Linked DNA regions of Sus scrofa: region 1 is linked to region 2. Evidence: chromatin contacts called from public promoter capture Hi-C data. All regions are on one chromosome and are shown on one strand. The core of a region is the stretch at or near the end of the contact, and the rest is flanking DNA. Distances in the headings are between cores, read along the strand shown. Region 1 holds the start of GIT2 (ARF GTPase-activating protein GIT2). Region 2 holds the start of SRSF9 (serine and arginine rich splicing factor 9).

Evidence for each region. Promoter capture Hi-C pulls out the DNA fragments that hold promoters and counts their contacts.
Region 1: a promoter capture Hi-C map of fetal skeletal muscle shows a contact between it and region 2, with 6 times the contacts expected there. The contact joins the promoter of GIT2 here to the promoter of SRSF9 in region 2. A contact is called at or near these places in 1 of 5 promoter capture datasets (fetal skeletal muscle) and 1 of 2 datasets of contacts at active chromatin or transcription factors (alveolar macrophages).

What each region holds. Positions count from the first base shown.
Region 1 is chr14:40,992,932-40,997,580 of Sscrofa11.1, forward strand. GIT2 (ARF GTPase-activating protein GIT2) reads left to right here and starts at 3,055. Exons shown (of 18, transcript XM_003483442.4): 1 at 3,055-3,263. The coding sequence starts at 3,212. It overlaps ANKRD13A (ankyrin repeat domain-containing protein 13A), which reads right to left and starts at 2,951. Exons shown (of 15, transcript XM_021074290.1): 1 at 2,841-2,951.
Region 2 is chr14:40,431,920-40,436,476 of Sscrofa11.1, forward strand. It overlaps SRSF9 (serine and arginine rich splicing factor 9), which reads right to left and starts at 2,031. Exons shown (of 4, transcript NM_001195566.1): 1 at 1,816-2,031. The coding sequence starts at 2,003.

The DNA.
Region 1 (4,649 bases), core at 1,805-4,304, 560 kb after region 2:
GCACCACTCTTTTTTTTTTTTTTTTTTTTTTTTTTTTTTTTTTTTCCGGCTGCTCCCTCAGCATGTGGAAGCTCCTGAGCCAGGGATCGAACTTGCACCAAGAAGAGACCCAAGCCACTGCAGTGACAATGCCAGATCTTTAGCCCACTGCAACACAGTGGGAATTCCTCCTAGCATCATTTATTGAAGAGACTATCTTTTCTTCATTGTATAGTCTTGCCTCTCTTTTTTTTTTAGGGCCGTACCCATGGCAAATGTAAGTTCCCAGGCCAGGGGTCAAATCAGAGCTACAGCTGCAGGCCTACACCACAGCCACAGCAATACAGGATCTAAGCCGCATCTTCGACTTACACCACAGCTCACGGCAATGCCAGATCCTTAACCCACTGGGCGAGGCCAGGGATCAAACCCACAACCTCATGGTTCCTGATCAGATTCATTTCCACTGTGCCATGATGGGAACTTCCGTAGCTCCTTGATTCAATGAAGAACCAAGTAAACTTACATCTGCTCACCAGCCTGAACTTTCTGCACAGCTGTCTACTAGATCATATAGCTAGGCAAAGTTATTTAATGCATTCTGAAAGCATCCTCTGCCTTCCCTGCTTGTGAATAGCCAGCTTTTCAGATGCCTACAACAACAGCTGTTCAAGAATTCAGGCTTAATCCATTCTCCACAGGTGTTGAGTCCAGAAGATTTGAGAATACATGAAGCAAAACAGGATGTAGAAGCATCAGGATGGCATCCAGAGGCTTTAGCTATGGAATGTGTGGGAAATATATGTTAATGCACACACCACTCATTTATAAAAATGGAGAAATGAAACAAAGACCCATGCTTTTGACATCTCCTTCAGGACTTCCTAACCTTTAAGAAGATTTATGCAATTTAATCTTTCTCTTCATTGTCTCATGCTTATCTAATCTCTCTTAATTCATTAGTTGGAGAACTTCACAATGGCTGTTCACCAGAGTACCTAAAGTCAAAATAATACCTGGCCCGGGAGTTCCCCATGTGGCTCAGTGGTTAACGAATCCGACTAGGAACCATGAGGTTGTGGGTTTGATCCCTGGCCTTGCTCAGTGGGTTAAGGATCCAGCGTTGCTGTGAGCTGTGGTGTAGGTCGCAGACCCAGCTTGGATCCCGTGTTGCTATAGCTCTGGTATAGGCTGGCGGCTACGTCTCCGATTAGACTCCTAGCCTGGGAAGCTCCAAATGCCACAGGAGCGGCCCTAGAAAACACAAAAAGACAAAAAAAAAAAAAAAAAAAAAAAAAAAAGACCTGGCATTGCCTTGAGCTGCGGTGTAGGTCACAGACTCGGCTCAGATCCCGAGGTGCTGTGTAGGCTGGCAGCTACAGCTCTGATTAGACCCCTAGCTTGGGAACCTCCATATGCTGTGGGTGGGGCCCTAGAAAAAGGCAAAAAGGCAAAAATAAATAAATAAAAATAAATTAAAAAAAACAAAGCAAAACAAATACCTGGCCCATGATAGGCATCGAACATTTGCTGAATGGAGATCATAGTTGGGTTTACATATAATACACAAAATATTCATTAGCATTAGGGTCACACCTCTGCTCTCTATCACACTGATTAAACTCACTTCATTGCGTTTATCTCATACCATCCTGTATATTAGGTTATCTATCGTTATCCTCAAAATTGTGATTAAGAAATAATAGTAATATCAAATTCCAATAATAACAGAGGCTACTTTTTTTTTGCTTTTTGCTATTTCTTGGGCCGCTCCCGCAGCATATGGAGGTTCCCACGCTAGGGGTCTAGTTGGAGCTGCGCCACCGGCCTACGCCAGAGCCACAGCAACGTGGGATCCGAGCCGAGTCTGCAACCTACACCACAGCTCACAGCAACGCCGGATCGTGAACCCACTGAGCAAGGGCAGGGACTGAACCTGCAACCTCATGGTTCCTAGTCGGATTCGTTAACCATTGCGCCACGACGGGAACTTCAAGAGGCTACTATTAATGAGGGTTCACTCTGAGGCAAGCATACCACACTCTTCTGTGAATTATTCCATTTGTTCTTAGCCAGACAGTAAATATTTAGCTATACGTTTCATATATGAGTTTTGTTAAATATTCATCCTTTCCCTCTTCTCCTTCCTCTTTACAATCCTTCAAAAATGTAAAAATTAGGAGTTCCCTGTGTCGTGCAGTGGAAAGGAATCCAACCAGTAAACCTGAGGATGCAGGTCTGATCTCTGGCCTCGCTTAGTGGGTCCGGGATCTGGTGTTGCTGTGGGCTAGTGGGTAGGTCACAGGTGCAGCTGGGATCCCGCATTGCTATGGCTGTGGTGTAGGCTGACAGCTGTAGCTCCAATTTACCCCTAACCTGGGAACCTCCATATGGCCTAAAAAACAACAAAACAAGTAAAAATTAAGAGTTGATGGCCGAGCAATTAAGGACTCAGTTGTCACTGCTGTGGCTCGATTATTGCTATGGCTCCAGTTCCATCCCGGCCCTGAAACTTCCACATGCCAAAACACAACAAAAACAAAAAAATAAAACTATGAAAATCATTTTTAGGTGCAAGCCATACAAAAGAAAATTGTAGGCTAGCGGTAGATACACATTATCTTCCTCTAGCAGATTATATTAAAACTGCAGCATAAGGAAACACATAATATACCCTTATTTTACTTATTGTAGATCTAGCACAATTGAATGTTAGCTCCATAAAGACAGGAAATTTTGTCCTCTTGGCTCACTACTCTTTCTTCACTGCTTGGAACACTGTGTGTAATTTGCTGAATAAAGGAAAGAATATATAAATGAACTTGGCCAAAGTTATGCGAAATGACTTGACTACTGATTACCTCAGGCAGGTTGCAGCTGCAGACTTCTGGTTACTAGATTTGGTATTAATCAGTGCTGGGAAGAAGCGAATTTCTTCTGGAGAGGGAGACAAATTACAGAAAATTTGGAAGCAGGACGGAAGATCCTTGCCCTCACTCAATATGGCGACAGGGCAGCGTGCCCTTTCCGGTCACATGATCTGCCTATTGCCAAAGGGTGCCTCCCCGCGCGTGCGTGCTGGGCCGCGGCTGCGAGGCGCTCAGGGAGAGGCGCTGCCGCCAGCGCCGCCGCTGGGACCCGTTAGAGCGGAAGCGCCTCCGCCGCCGCCGCCGCCGCCGCCGCCTTCGCTGTCTCGGGGCCCCAGGTTCCCGGCAGGTGGGAGGCGGGAGCCATGTCGAAGCGGCTCCGGAGCAGCGAAGTGTGCGCTGACTGCAGCGGGCCAGGTGAGTCTCATCAGCCGGGCCCGCTCCCCTCAGCTCTCCTGGCCAGGACCCCTGCCCCGGGGCCGCCCCTCGAGCCGGGCGGGTCCCGGCAGTCGACCTCTGCATCCCATGCCTGGGGTCACGACGAGGAGGAAGGGGGGCGGTCTTGGGGCAGAACCTGCCCCTGGCCTGTCAGAGCCGGGCGGGCAGGGGGCCGCCGCCCTCCCGCCCCTCCTTTCCCTTTCGTTCACTCTGTCCCAGGCCGTCCGGGGAGGCGGTGGGGTCGGAGCCGCTTTCCTAACAGGAAGGGGCTTGGGCAATCCACAGGAAGGCCAATTACAGAAGTAAAATGCGAGCGTCTTCCCGGCTGCGGCCCCCAGAGACTGCAGGTGTCACCACCCCCTTCCCACAGTCACCCAAGACCCCCGTCCCCGGAGGCGCCCTGCTGGTAGTGGGCGACGCTCACCCCTTCCCTCCACTGAGACTCGCCAGAGGACCCCCATGGACGATTTCGCCATTTCTGGCATCCCGACTCCCGCTCCACGGCAGAGAGTCTCCAGGATGTCGGGGTCTTGCAAACGCCACCTGCACTTGGGAGGCAATGCTTGGCTCAGGTTCTGAGATCTGAACCGTCTGAGTTCAAACTAGATGTTCCCTCTGGGTGACCTTGGGCTGGTGACTTCATTTGGCCGAGTCTTCATTTCCTCATTTTTCCGATGGGGATAATGGGGAGTATGGTGCTTAGCGGTAGGGAAGATTCAGTGAATATTCTTAGCATCATCTCATTTAAATTTTTTTCCCCTATTGTGTACAGAACCTTTACAGTCCCTTAAAACTATAGTTGAATTTCTAAATCATGCATTAATTACAGCTTACAAAACCAACACACACCACATCACTGACAAGTAGACCCATTTGGGCATTTAGGCAATATAGGCATATGGCAGCACTGAAAGGCCAAAACTAAACCTCCCATGTGTAGTTTTCGTCTTAGCAGTTGGAACTGAGTTGACAGGTCTCTGTACTGTTCTCAGTGCTTGTATTTTTCTGCTTTGAATTTGAAGTAATTCAAAAGGTAAAATGGCACCACAGCATCCAGTAAACAATCTTAATGAAACCATTGCGCACCAGTGTTTTTGCGACTGTTCCAAACTTTGTCTTGTCAGATGGAAGTGGAGACTGATTTTTAAATAGTACTATGATAATTCAAACCTTATGTGGTTATTTCATGGCCTCTATAATGTAAGTGGGGTTACCGGTTTCCTTTGAAGATAGGGAGACGGGTGGAGGAGTTTAAAAAGAGGTGTTTTAGAAACCAAGTTAATGTGTTATACAAACTCCATCGTATTCTCTAAAAATGTTATTTGTTCCACTTCCTTATTTTCTTGCCTCTTTTCGGTTGAACCT
Region 2 (4,557 bases), core at 781-3,280:
GTTTAAGATCTCACTATGAATAAAAATTGATCTCAGTTCAAATCATTCTTCTGCTACCTACCAGGCTGTGTCTAGGTAAGTATGTGATCAAGATTTTACAATTAGGAGTTCCCGTCGTGGCGCAGTGGTTAACGAATCCGACTAGGAACCATGAGGTTGCGGGTTCGATCCCTGCCCTTGCTCAGTGGGTTAACGATCCGGTGTTGCCGTTAGCTGTGGTGTAGGTTGCAGACACGGCTCGGATCCTGCGTTGCTGTGGCTGTGGTGTAGGCCAGCAGCTACAGCTCTAATTCGACCCCTAGCCTGGGAACCTCCATATGCCGCAGAAGCGGCCCAAAGAAATAGCAAAAAGACAAAAAAAAAAAAAAAAGATTTTAAAATTAAACGTGAGTAATATGGCCTGTCTCATAAGGTTTTTTATAAGGATTAAATAAGATACTATGTGTGGAGTGCTTTGCTTGAAACTTGGCATTTAGTAATATCAAAAGGTAACTTTTCTACTATGAAAGGAATGAAGGAAGAGATGACAATGAGGCATGTCATATAGTAAGACTGTATTCAAAGGAGCAGAAGAGGGGAGTCAAATTCTACCTTCCCTTAGTAGTCCTCTCTTTTATCAATTCTAAATCCTCAGTTTCCTCATCTGTAAAATGTGATTAAAAGCACCCATTTTATAGGCTGTTGAAAATGCTAAATAATACATAACATGGTGTATGACACATAGCATCAGTTAAAAAAAAAAAATCCTAGAACTGTATTACTAATTAATAGAACTGCAACCTTTTCCACCTTAGGTGTGAAGATGCCTAGTTTCACTTTTGAGGCAAATGATAAGACACTAGGGATGAACTGTCAGAATCTTCAGCCATCAAAACCTCAAGATGCGTCCTGCCTCCCCATCTCCCGAGGCTCCCCTTGCCTCCTACCACCACCCCGGACCCAGGGGCAGTCTTCGGAGTGAAGCCCACAGGGCACAGACTAGGCAACGTGCTTCCTGAGACAATGCTAAAAAATGGAGAACGGGTTTGGATTTACCCCGAGTGAGGTAAGCAGCACAGTGCAGTGACTTCTAAGAACCACCAACCTCAGTTTTGAAAGTCCTCAGGCCTTTTCTGGGCCAAGGGCCGACACTCTTTACAAAACCAAAGATTCCTTCGAGCTGGTTTCAGGATCGAGAGCTTCCAACTCCCCGGGGCCCTTAGCATCCAGAGTTGCCTCCCGCAATAGAGAAGACAGAGTGACATCAGAGATGCCAACAGACTGTTTTAGAAGTTTCCCCAAATCCCTGATGCTTTTATAAGAACGAGTCCCTGAGGCTGGCGATCTGTTCCATCAAAAGCCCCCTCGAAAGGCATCCATACTCCCGCACCAAGCTCCCTGCCAACGGAGAGTTCCAGCTGGGGGTGGGGTGGCCAGGGAGGGCGACCGACTACTTCTGCTCCTCACCCAGTCCTCTCCCGGGCCAGCTCAGGGGCCAAGCTTCTCAAGCCTTGGGCCGCTACCCGCGAAGGGTGCTTGTCCGGCTGTGAGGGAGAGAACGCCCGTCTGTACTATCGCGGAGGCCTGTCTGGGCGGGCTTGGGTCCTCACAAGGTCCGCCTTTTATGTTTTTAAGTAAAGTAAAAAATAATAACAGAGGAAGTGACGACGGATTAAAGGACGGCCCAGAGTCCCGCGGTGAGAGGCCTCAGCCTCCACCCGGGGGCGCCGTGAAGGGTCTACGGCGCGGAGGGAGGGGAGGCCCGGGAAAGGGATGGGGGATGAGGGAAGGAGGGGGCACAGGGCCTTAGGCCGGCGGGCGGTGCGGGGGCCTCACCGGGGGTCCTCAAAGCGCACGAAGGCGAAGGGCACGAGGCCGTGCCGATTCTTGAGCTCGATCTCGCGGATACGGCCGTACTTGTAGAACAGGTCCTCCAGGTCCTTCTCGCGCACGTCTGTCGGAAGGTTCCCCACGTAGATGCGCCCGTCGCCCTCGCCGCCGCGTTCGTCCGCCCAGCCCGACATCCGCACCGCCCGACGCCGCGGGCCCGCCGCAGCCCACGTCGCCGCCGCCGCCTCAGCCGGGGTCCCCCCGCAGCGTCCCCGCGGGCTCGGAGGCACTCAGCCGCACAGCATTGTGGGAAGGCGAGCGGAAGCGAAGGGGTCGGAGGAGGCAAAAGGAACCCTCTTAAAGGGGACGCGGCCACAACGACTGCGCGTGCGTGCAAGCCGGCGCCCCCTGTAGGTGCAAAGTGGGACCCTGGCGGCTGGAGAGAGCGAGACCTTGGAGTCGGGCGTTTTGGATTCACTTCAGTCACTCGCCAGCTGCGTGGACTTGGGCAAGTGACTCAGGCTTCCTGGGCCTCAGTTTTCTCCCTATGTAGCGCTGTCTACCTCATAGGCTTTTGTGAGCACTTACTGATATGACGAGGGTGTAGAAACCAGGGCAACCCCCGCGGGCCGTCACTCCGCGTGCGGGGCGCCGGAGAGAGGAAGTCGGCCGGGGCCTCAGGGCGACCCCCCAGCAGCCATCGCGGCCCTCAGCCTCAGGTCTGTAGCCTTCCGGGCCACCCTGTCCCTATTTTACTGTTGCTTAGAACTAAGGGTGTAAGGCGGGCTAAAATGGATGTGAGGGACCTGAGGTGGGCCCGGTAGCTTGGACTCGAAGCTTATCGGAGACTAGGAGGAAGTAAAAGAAACAAAACTATAGCGACCGTCACTATAGAGTGCTTCTCAAGATCTGTGCTTTTAATCCTCACCCAGCATGGAGGGATTGCAATGTCACAGGTGAGAAAACGTGTGTATCCTAATGGGGTTGGGTTTAGAACCCATGGCTACGCTTCCAGCCTGCGCGCTGAGTCCTTCAGAAGCTCAGGAGCTTAAGGTAGTCCCGTACTTTGGAACGTTTCCACATTTACATTCCATAGTGCAAAGCACTGACGTTAAAAGAGTGAGGCCTTGGAGTTCTCCATCCTGACTCAGCGGAAATAAATCTGACTAGCATCCATGAGGATGCAGATTTGATGCCTGGCCTCGATCAGTGGGTTAAGGATCCAGCGTTGCCCTGAGCTGTGGTGTAGGTCGCAGACGTGGCTGTGGTGTAGGCCTGCAGCTGTAGCTCCGATTTGACCCCTAGCCTGGGAACCTCCATATGCCACGCGTGTAGCCCTTAAAAAAAAAAAAAAAAGAATGAGGCCTTGCATCTAAAGAGTCTTGATCTAGAAAGATGTTTCATGTTGAAAATGAAACCTCTGAATTGTTGGATGGGTAGATATGTGAGAAAGTAAACGCAGCAGAATGTTAACTGTAGAATCTAGATGACGGGTGTATTCAGTGTGTTCCCTGTACCATTCTTTCAACCCTTCTGTATATTTGAAAACTTTCCTAATAAAATGCGGGAGAAGTTCCTGTCCTGGCTCAGTGGAAATGAATTTGACTAGTATCCATGAGGATGCAGGTTCCATCCCTGGCCTCGCTCAGTGGATTAAGGATCCCGTGGTTGCCCTGAGCTGTGATATAGGTTTCGGACTGGGTTTAGATCTGGCATGGCTGTGGCTGTGGTGTAGGCTGGCAGCTACAGCTCTGATTTGACCCCTAGCCTGGAAACTTCCATATGCTGCCAGGCGTGGCCCTAAAAAGCAATGAGTAAACAAACAAAATGGGGGGAGTTAGGAAATATAAACATATTCCATTAGTGCCAGCAGAAGCAAGAGAATAAAACCCAATATTTAATCTCAATGTAGTTGATTTGTAGTTATACCATCTCTTAGCCTTTAAAAATCAAACAAACAAGAGTTCCCACTGTGGTGCAGCAGGATTGGTGGTGTCTCTGGAGCTCTGGGATGCAGGTAAAATCCTCAGCCCTGCACAGTGGGTTAAAGGATCTGGTATAGGTCGCAACTGAGGCTGGGATCTGAGTCTTGGGAACTCCATATGCTGCCAAAAAAAAAAAAAAAAAAATCAAACAAATAAACAAAAAATTCAGAGTTCCCTGTGGCCTAACAGCTAAGGATCCGGCATTTTCACTCCTGTGGCTCCAGGTTGGATCCCTAGCCTGGGAACTTCCACATGCCACAAGTGTGGTAAAAAAAATATTAGTCATCCACACATAACTATTAGTGTATAATAGCCTTTTTGGAAGACAGATTGATGGTATATATCAGGCCCCGACCATATTCATATACCTCTTGATCCAGTAATTGCACTATAGGATTTTATCACAAGGACATAAATTCTCAATAAATTTTGTATGTTCATTGCATTTTGAGCAATTAAAAACATTAAACCTTGATAATAAGGGAGTGGTTCAAACAATAATATTGAATGTTAAGTATTAAATGTTTTGAAGTATATTAAGTTCATGCTAATTTAGTTATAATTAAAATGAGTTTAAAGTGGTGTACATATACACATATAAGTATATATTCTGAAGGAATCTATTAAACTGGTCAAAGAATGCCATTGTGGGGACTTTCAGTTTAAGTGTCATACATCTCAGTAAAGTTGAAGATTGTTATTGCAACTGTGTTTCATTTTTATATTCTGGGGGGAAAAAAAGGAAATGTTATGCCTTTATTAT